2 separate regions of the Danio rerio genome follow, and region 1 is linked to region 2. Evidence: chromatin contacts called from public Hi-C data. All regions are on one chromosome and are shown on one strand. Each heading gives the region's core, a stretch centred on a gene start, on an enhancer-like site or on the middle of the called end of the contact. The rest is flanking DNA. Distances are from core to core; before and after follow the strand shown.

Region 1 (4,534 bases), core at 421-2,920, 34 kb after region 2:
TTAGCTAAAAATGTTTAAAATCCCTGCAGTCAACAATGTAACCACTTTAAAGACTGAAGCAAGTCAGTAGAAAGCTTTAACGTTGATCCCTGTGTCTGTGGTTGGTAATAGCATGATACCAGCATAAATTAGTTAAAGTTTGAGGTCAAACTTTATGGTGGCTTGAGAAAGCCTGTTTTAAGTAATTTATTTAGTTTGAAAAAGTATCAAGTTGGCTAAAAGAATGTTTACAATCCATGCAGTCAACAATGTAATCAATGTTTCTAGCACAAATTAGCATGGTATTAGCATGATCATTGTATGAATTAACATGTAACTAGCATTATTCTAGCATGAATTACCATGTTATTAGCATGTTTTTAACATTGATTCCCATGTTGTTAACATGATTCCGACATAATTAAACATGTTGTTAGCATGTTTTTAACATTGATTTCCATGTTGTTAACATAATTCCGACATAAATAAACATGTTGTTAGCATGGTTTAACATTGATCCCCATGTTGTTAACATGATTCCGACATAAATAAGCATGTTTAGCATAAATTAGCATGTTGCTAGCATGTTTTCTATTATGAATTAGCATGTTGTTAGCATGGTTCCAACATGATTTAGCATGTTTCTAACACAACTAAGCATGGTGTTAGCATGATTTTTGTATGAATAAAAGGCTGATTTATACTTCACCTCTTAATTTCATTTACACTGCGCACCTCTTAAAAAACGTAACTACACGTTGCAACGACACGTAGCGCAAGCTCTGTGATTTGTCGGCTTGTTAGCTCTGATGTGTGTGGGCGGGACCAAGAGCCACGAAAACGCGTTGGAGCAAGTGTTTACAAGTGTCAAGTCCTGTGAAGGAGGTCCAGGTGGAACGTTTTTTGTTTACCTTAAAATTGTTGCACGTCCACTGGTTCCCGCCTCAGAATAAGCGAGTTTTAGCTACTAGCTGTTAAGGTAGCATTTAGAAAAACATAACACTTACAAAGAAACACGACACAGAGGAATATGAAAACCTACTGCCAGCTAGTGTTTCGGAAGTGTTCGGAAGTTTTGTGCACAAGTAGAGGAAAAAGCGTGCAAGCAAAGAGATCCGCATGCTCTAGGCTATAACATAAATGCGATCTTGACTTGTAATACTGCAGTCACGACATTTGACATTGAAATAATAACGCCATAGATAGTTGGTAGATCTGTGTAAAAAAAAGGCCTGCTGCCACAGATGGAAAAAATCCTAGAAGAAACACTGCACTGTACTAAGTAAACTGTACTGTTAAAGCTACAGTTTATAAATTTTTACTGTAGCATTCTTACTGTTTGTTTATTATTAAAATGACGGCCATTTTAATTCATCTAAACATCACATTCAACATTTGTCAAACATTATCATTTTATCAAGGGAAAATTACATTAAGTTAAATAACTATCTTTTGTTTCCTTCGTTTTATCAAGTTAATACCCGATGTTTTCTAGAAGAAGCAACACATAAGAGAAGTGTCTCGTTTTTAAAGGTAACGACTTGAGTAAAGATCAAACTGCAATTCCAGCCAATGCTAGTTTAACTGAACCCCCACCCCATTTTCTCTCTCTCTCCCTGACTGTCTCCTTGCTAATGGGCTCCAGATGTGGAGGTTGATGGGGGTGAGCTGTGTGTCCACGGGGAGCCTCTGTCAGTGGGCTCGCGGCTGAGGAGGGACGTATGATCGGGGCTCGGGTCAGATCTGGACGACATCTGGAAGCACTTGGGGTCAGCGAGTCCCGGCTGTGAAAGGTAAGATGGACGCCTGGGCAGGGGGACGGAGGAGACAACATGAAACTTGTTTGTTCTTTCTTTTTTTTGTGGCTTCCTCACACATCTCTCACATGCAGAACTTTTTTGTTTTTTTATGAAATCAAAAGTGCGAATAAAGATATATACGCATAGCGTCCCATCTGAGAACATACTTACATGTTTTGTCATATGTTCATTCTTAGGTGTTTGGTTGATGTTGGCGTGAGGACAGTAATGATTCTGTCCAGGTTTTCGCATGTGTCATTAAAAATCCCTCCATCCAGAGACTCACTTTGTTAAGAAACCGTTCAAGGCCCATCGACCTTGATATAAATGGTTCAAAGAGGGTTATGTTAAAAAAAATGGTTTTAAAAAAACTGTCGAAATAGGAAATGGCTCCCTCTCCAAAGTGAACATCCCGTATATTGCAGGTCCTCAGAGGCTGGCTGTGTTTGGAAAGGGTTTGACTCATGAACTGCTTGGATCATAAAGATTCCGCCGTAAATTGGATGGAACGAGCCCAGCTTGTGGGGAGAAGCCACATTAAAGGCATCACAATTGGAATAATGACTGGAATTTTAATATAGATGCATCATTTAAGAAACAGCTCAGAGTTGGATTGTTGAAAAACACAATTCTTGTCCTTAACCACTAAAGGTCAAGCAATCAGGGATGGTCCAAATCCAGACTTATTGGATTGGATGAAAGAGGCCGAAGCCAACTGCTTTTGGAAAGCACAAGGCAGCCATTTGTTTGGTATCAAACAACATTGTCTTCTGACTAAAGTTATTCTCATTATTATCAGCGTTTATTTTTATTATTTGTGCTGCTTAATATTTTTTACAGAGGCTGTTATAATTTTTCTGTAATTTATATACAGTTGAAGTCAAAATTATTGGCCCCCTTTGAATTTGTTTCTTTCTTAAATATTTCCCAAATGATATTAAACAGAGCAAGGATATTTTCACAGTAATGTCTGATAATATTTTTTCTTCTGGAGAAATTATTATTTGTTTTATCTTGATAAGAATAAGAGCAGTTAAAAATTTTTATAAATTAATTTTAAGGAAATTTTTTAGCCCCTTTAAGCTATACTGTTGTTCGATAGTCTACAAACCATCGTTATACAATAACTTGCCTAATTAGCCTAACCTACCTAGTTAAACTAATTAACCTAGTTAAGCCTTTAAATGTGACTTTAAGCTGTATAGAAGTGTCTTGAAAAATATCTAGTCAAATATTATTTACTGTCATCATGGCAAATATAAAATAATATAGTTATTAGAAATGAGTAATTAAAATTATTATGTTTAAAAATATGTTGAAAAAATCTTTTCTCCGTTAAGCAGAAATTGGGGGAAAATAAACAGGGTGCTAATTTTTCAGGGGGGCTAATAATTCTGACTTCAACTGTACTTTTTAAAATGTCTAAATATTTTTGTATTTTAAAAAAAAACTTACAGGCCTCAAAAAGCATTGAAAACAACTGTAAGTGAATGACTTACTTTAAGTGAGAGTTAGACTGAAACAATAATCAAAATGGTAAAATAAAGAAAATGCACGTATAAATAGCCAAATAACAACTAATTTTATTAATACTACCAATAATAATTAATTTTCAGCCAATATCCTATGTGAAATTGATCATATTCCTAATGTTTTGACAAATTGAAGAAAAAGAAAAATAATTGTGCTTGAGAGTCTCAATCTGCGAAACATGACATAAACAAACCACTAGGCGATATTTAAAGAGCTGCATTACAGCGACGACAGCTGACAGATTTCTTTCATGGAGCTGAAAGACAGATGAAAAGAAAAACAACTCACCGGCTCCCCCTTCCTCCAATGGACTGTCTGTGAGGTCACCTGAGGTCACATGTAATCAGCCGACCAAGGGAGCCATCAGGTACATAAACAAGCCAGTGTCAGCCATTCAAAAACAGCTCGCGGCCACTTAAACTCAAACGATCGCTTCCTGTGCCATAAACAGACTGTTTTGAAAGTAAACATTCCCGTTCAACAAAAAAATTTACCAGCGTCGGCCCTTTAAAGAAACTAAAGTTCAGCGTGTGACACCAAAGTCTCCATCATCAGGTAATAAAATGGCAGAGGCTGTTTTTCAGAAATGATTCTGTCAGCCAAATTTTTTTTTTTCCTCTCTCTCTTCAACCTTTAAAACGTTTTCAAATCCAAAGCAAATATACACACACACTTTAATGGAGCGATAGCTGGCAGGGGAAGAACAACAGCACTTGAAGTGTTTGGATCACATTGTAAATGACCAGTTTGATTAGCTAAAATTTTGTCGTTTCCTTGCTTTTGTTTACCCTAGAAAAGAGGGAAGCTGAAAACGGGCGGAGGGGAAAAGAGCCGCAGGAATTTCTGCTAAACTTCTGACGAAGCCCCACAGGAGTCCTGACGAGAAGTTATTTTACAGTTTAAAGGTAGATGTTCACACTGAGAGGAAGAAAGAGCAGTTTCGCTTTGAAAAAGCTAATGCTACGTCTGCACACTTGTGTCTTAAACTCTCACTGCTCTTGGGTTTCTGAATGATTTCACCTGGCTTTTCTTCTGTTGCGTAATGGCACAGATTCAGAGGGCCAGTATTGTGGGAGGACGTGTTTCATCTAGTTTTAATCCAAAATGCCTCCTCCGAGGCTATACATACATACATAATGTATTAGGGTTTGATATCTAATATGTGCAACTACTTGCCAGCAACAGAACCATCTGCAAAATAAGAGACATATACTGCTATAGAG
Region 2 (4,801 bases), core at 261-2,760:
TCCAGTTTCTCCAACAGTCCAAACATATGCGGTATTGACCGTATTCTTCAATGCGGAAGTGTGCTCCTTTTTGGGATTGTTTTAGAACTTCCGATTCAGCTCCATATGAGAGAAATTACTAGGAATAATAAACGGCAGAAAACGGTCAAACTTGCTCTACAAACAAGTGTTTTCATGACTATACAGACAAAGCAGAATCATATAATAAGAAAATATCAGTTTGCAACATCAAGCAAAAACAAGCTGTTTTTAATGTCTAAAAACGAATGGAAGTGAATGAGACCGATAGTCTCAAGCCAAAAAGATTCAAATGGCTGCGCCCGCTCGTACTCTAAGAATAAGGTGGATAGGTGAATTGAATAAACTAAATTGCCCATAGTTTATGAGTGAGTGAATAAGTCTGTATGGGTGTTTCCAAATACTGGGTTGCAGCTGGAAGGGCAACCACTTTGTAAAACATATGCTAAAATAGTTGGTGGTTCATTCCGTTGTGGCGACCTCTGAAATAGAGATTAGGCTGAAGGAAAATGAATGAATGAATATCACTGACAAACAAAAACTTCAACTATTATTTTTATAACTCAGAGCTTTTTAATTTTAATAACAATATTTTTTTTCTGAAAAAGATTCATTTTGTTCATTGAACCAGAGGTTCTCAAAGTGGGGGTCGGGACCCCCAGAGGGGTCGCGGGTCAATAAAGGGGGGTCGCCTGGTGATTTTCAAAAATAAATTATTTTTCATTAAACCTTAAGACTTACTGTATTTTATCAATAACCTACTGAAGAGAAATAAATAGTCGTTTATAGTTACTATAAACTATATAGTTACTATAGTTGCTTATAGTTAATAGTTCTATTGGATTGCGACTTCTCTGGTAATTGCATTATACTAAAGACACAGCAATACTGTCAGATGCAGCAGATTGATTTTGTAACATCAGGTTAAACTTTCTAGCCCATTTACAGCACTGACATACATAAAAAAAACAAAGAATAGACTTAGGTCTATTGGTGTGTGTGTGTGCATCATTGCATACAAGGTTTCTGTATTTATAACCACCACCTCAGAGAATATTGGGGGTCACGAGTCACTGGCATTGTCATTTTGGGAGTCGCGGGCTGAAAAGTTTGGGAACCCCTGCATTGAACAATCTGTAATTTGTTAAACAAAAGTTGAATGTATATATAAGGTGATAAATCATAAACTCAAACCAGGTTCATCAAAATGGATGAATCACTTGATGTCTTTCATTTCTCAAATCAAACTCGACGTAATAATAATATGCTAGTTTTCCTTTCATGACAGTGCTGTTCTCTGGTTCATAATTAAGTGTATAAATCAGAGGTAATTTTGAGCAGCAGCAGGGGGCTGATTGAATTGAATATATGGATGAATTATGATAAGGCAGCACAATAGCGGGCCTGTTTCTGGCCTTTATGAATGAGGCCTCTTAATCAGCCTGGGGAGGAAGGTGCAAAGCCTCTGGGACATATGTATAATATCACTACTTCCTTCCATAAGCCGCTCTGAGGATTTATGGTGTGGCTACTTTGTTAGAAAAACTCTCTCATGCCGTCTTCCGCTCAGACCTGTTTTCCTTCTCCTGCAGTTTTAGTGTACTGTTGTTTCCTTCACTCAGGGAAACAGGGAGTTTCCTTTAAAGCATTAGAGAATGAACAGTACAGTTCATTTGGGCTAAAGAGCAGCTCAATGCAAATTTGCACGCAGTATATGGTGTTTGACTTACCAACATCTTTGACTTTCCACACGGTTTTAGATGTGATACGTGAATAGCCTCATAGCCACCAGTACAAAGCTGCATGAAGCAAACACAACTAAATATATATTTTGAAACCAACAGAAATTAAAGAGGCAACCATTTTAATTACATTTAAAGGTTGTGATTCAGAAGAAGAAAAAGCTGGTCTAAATAAATTGTGTACTGACAAAAGTTCCATTTACATATACAATCCTTGTATTGGTCCTTTCTTAAATAACACATGTATTATGTGCACTACCTGACAAAAGTCTTGTCATCGATCCCAGTTGCAAGAGCAACAAATAATAACTTCATTTGGGTTTATTTGTAAAAGTGTCAGAAGGTAGATTTTTCAGATGAATAATCTGTTGAACTGCATCCCAATCATCACAAATTGCTGCAGAAGACCTACTGGAACCCACATGGACCCAAGATTCTCACAGAAATCTGTCAAGTTTGGTGAAGGAAAAATCATAGTTTGGGGTTACATAGTGCATGGCAACATCAACAGCCTGAGGTATCAAGACATTTGTGCTGCCCATTGCATTATAAACCACAAGAGAGGGCAAGTTCTTCAGCAGGATAGCACTCCGTCTCTACTTCAGCCTCCACATAAAAGTTCTTAAGGGCAAAGAAGGTGAAGGTGCTTCAGGATTGGCCAGCCCAGTCTCCAGACATTAACATTATTGAGCATGTGTGGGGAAAGATGGAGGAGGCATTGAAGATGAATCCAAAGAATTTTGATGAACTCTGGGAGTCCTGCAAGAGTGCTTTCTTTGCCACTCGACATGACTTTATTAATGAGTTATTTGAGTCATTGTATTGTATTGTAAGATGTATGGAGGCAGTCCTCCAAGTTCATGGGAGTCATATAATTAATAATACATAATTAATAATTTTTTCACTGCACCATGACTTTATAAACTATACTGTACATTATTTCTGTTTACTTATATTTGCAATATTTAGTGGTGACAATTTGTGAAATGCAATGTCTTGCATAAATAAGCTCCAGTTGACTGCCAGATTTATGTGTTATTGTGGTGAGCTGGCTGAGGGTGAATGATGTGATAAAAGAGTGGATGTCTATAACACAAGGTTTCTCCAAATGAATGTAATACTTCATTCTACAGGTACAAAATTACTACAGGTAAAACTTTTTACTACAAGCAGGTTGTCGCCTCACAGCAAGAAGATGGACCAATTAGCATTTCTGTGTGGATTTTGCATGTTCTTTACGTGTTCGCGTGGGTTTCCTCCAGGTGGTTTCCCCACAGTCCAAAGACATGCGCTATAGGTGAATTGGATGAATTAAATTGGCTGTAGTGTACGAGTGTGTAAGAATGTGAGTGTATATGGGTGTTTCCCAGTACTGGGGTGCCGCTGGAAGGGCATCTGCTGTGTAAAACATATGCTGAATAAGCTGGCTCATTCCACTATGGTGACCCGTGATAAATCAGGCATAAGCTGAAGGAAAGAGAATGAATGAATGAATTTTTGTTTACATAAAATCAGACAATAAATGTGATTTTGTTTTGACCTTGGAATCAAGGCCTTGAACCCATTTAATTTGACATCAAATGTTTTTTGTTCTTCTTGTTTATTTTGTTGATAAGTACCCATAAAAAAAAAAGATAAAGTTAAAAGATTAAAAAAAAAAGATTTTTCTAACAAAAATATAGGCACTTCTTTTCTTCCGGTGTAGGCTACTGTCCTCACATTAACACACTTGGCGACAATTAACAGACTGCAATTTTGGGAGTGAATTGCGTGCACATATGCCTGTATGATTAGTATAATTTACTCAATAGGCCTACTTAGTAGGCTATTAAACCTATGTTTTATATTAAAGTTATTTATTTTTATTTTTTTATATGTAGGCTCACTTGTGGTGCTTTCTTTATTTCTAGTCTTTAATACTTATCTAATTCTTTCATTCATTCATTTTCTTTTCGGCTTTTTTAATTAGGGGTCGCCACAGCAGAATTAACCACCAACTTATTTAGCATGTTTTATGCAGCGGATGCCCTTCCATCTGCAACCCATCACTGGGAAACACCCATACGCTCTCATTCTCACACACACACACACACACACACACACACACACACACACACACACACACACACACACACACACACACATACACTACTCACAATTTTTGTTTACCCAATTCACCAGAGCATGTCTTTGGACTGTGACTTTTCTGCCTCTAAAATTAAGCAATGCACTTTTCTTAATTATATCATTTATACCTTTAAAATTACTGTAAAATAAATGCTTAGCCTAATAATAATAATAACTTTTATTTTTCACTTATGTTTGGCCAGACGAGAACGACACAATGTACAGCTGCAATTGAGAAAATTAGCATTGCATAAAGCGCGATCGGTAAGTCGATTTCACTACTCCAAAATTAGAAGTTGAGAATGTATAATAATCATAATAACCGTGAAATCGTGATTGCTCTAAAATCATGCAAACAAAATAATACTCATTTACTGAACGAAGCCCACATTTAGCACATTAGTAATAATATATGTTTACTCTAAAAAAACATCTAGCAATTGACATCATGTAAAAATGACGTTACCACCGCACGTCCCAAATCAAAAGTGGAAGGAAAAAGATATCTCGCCATGTTAGTAGCTGATCCGATATAAAGCTACGTCATGAGTTACATGTAGCCGTGCGTGCTTTAACGACAGATGTTTATTCATTTTTCTAATCAAAAAGACTATCTAAAGAGCTAATCAAGGTGAGTGCTCAGAAAGAGAACACAGGTGGCTTCCGCATCAACAGTTTCCGCATGTTAAAGGTGTTACATATTTTCGTTTAACAATCTTTTTTTTAGAAAACACTACATTTAACCTACTCAGAAGAAACGGACGTGGACAATTGTTTTGGAGAGTCTGAATCTGCTCTCTGTGAGTGTAAATAGGACCGTTAAATTAAATTAAGACCGTATTAATTCTGTGGGTTTGTTAACAAAAAATTTTGTCCATTTTGAAGCAATTTATTTTTCTTATTTTTTCCCTACC

What was found. Hi-C and Micro-C count contacts between places; a contact is called where the count stands out from the background.
Region 1: a Hi-C map of an unstated tissue shows a contact between it and region 2, with 1.7 times the contacts expected there. The contact joins two enhancer-like sites. A contact is called at or near these places in 7 of 18 Hi-C or Micro-C datasets (caudal fin, embryo, fibroblasts and 2 more) and 1 of 4 datasets of contacts at active chromatin or transcription factors (caudal fin).

The regions. Positions count from the first base shown.
Region 1 is chr2:26,487,956-26,492,489 of GRCz12tu, forward strand. It overlaps LOC103910044 (a long non-coding RNA gene), which reads left to right. Exons shown (of 6, transcript XR_012391676.1): 2 at 1,454-1,512; 3 at 1,625-1,772; 4 at 4,105-4,216. Among named protein-coding and RNA genes, the nearest start is that of prrx1a, 12 kb to the right of the region's middle. Within about 2 kb of position 1,671, at least 18 of the 62 cell types and tissues checked have an H3K27ac peak or open chromatin away from gene starts, as enhancers often do.
Region 2 is chr2:26,453,826-26,458,626 of GRCz12tu, forward strand. It overlaps the pseudogene LOC561897. Among named protein-coding and RNA genes, the nearest start is that of mfsd12a, 45 kb to the left of the region's middle. Within about 2 kb of position 1,511, at least 4 of the 62 cell types and tissues checked have an H3K27ac peak or open chromatin away from gene starts, as enhancers often do.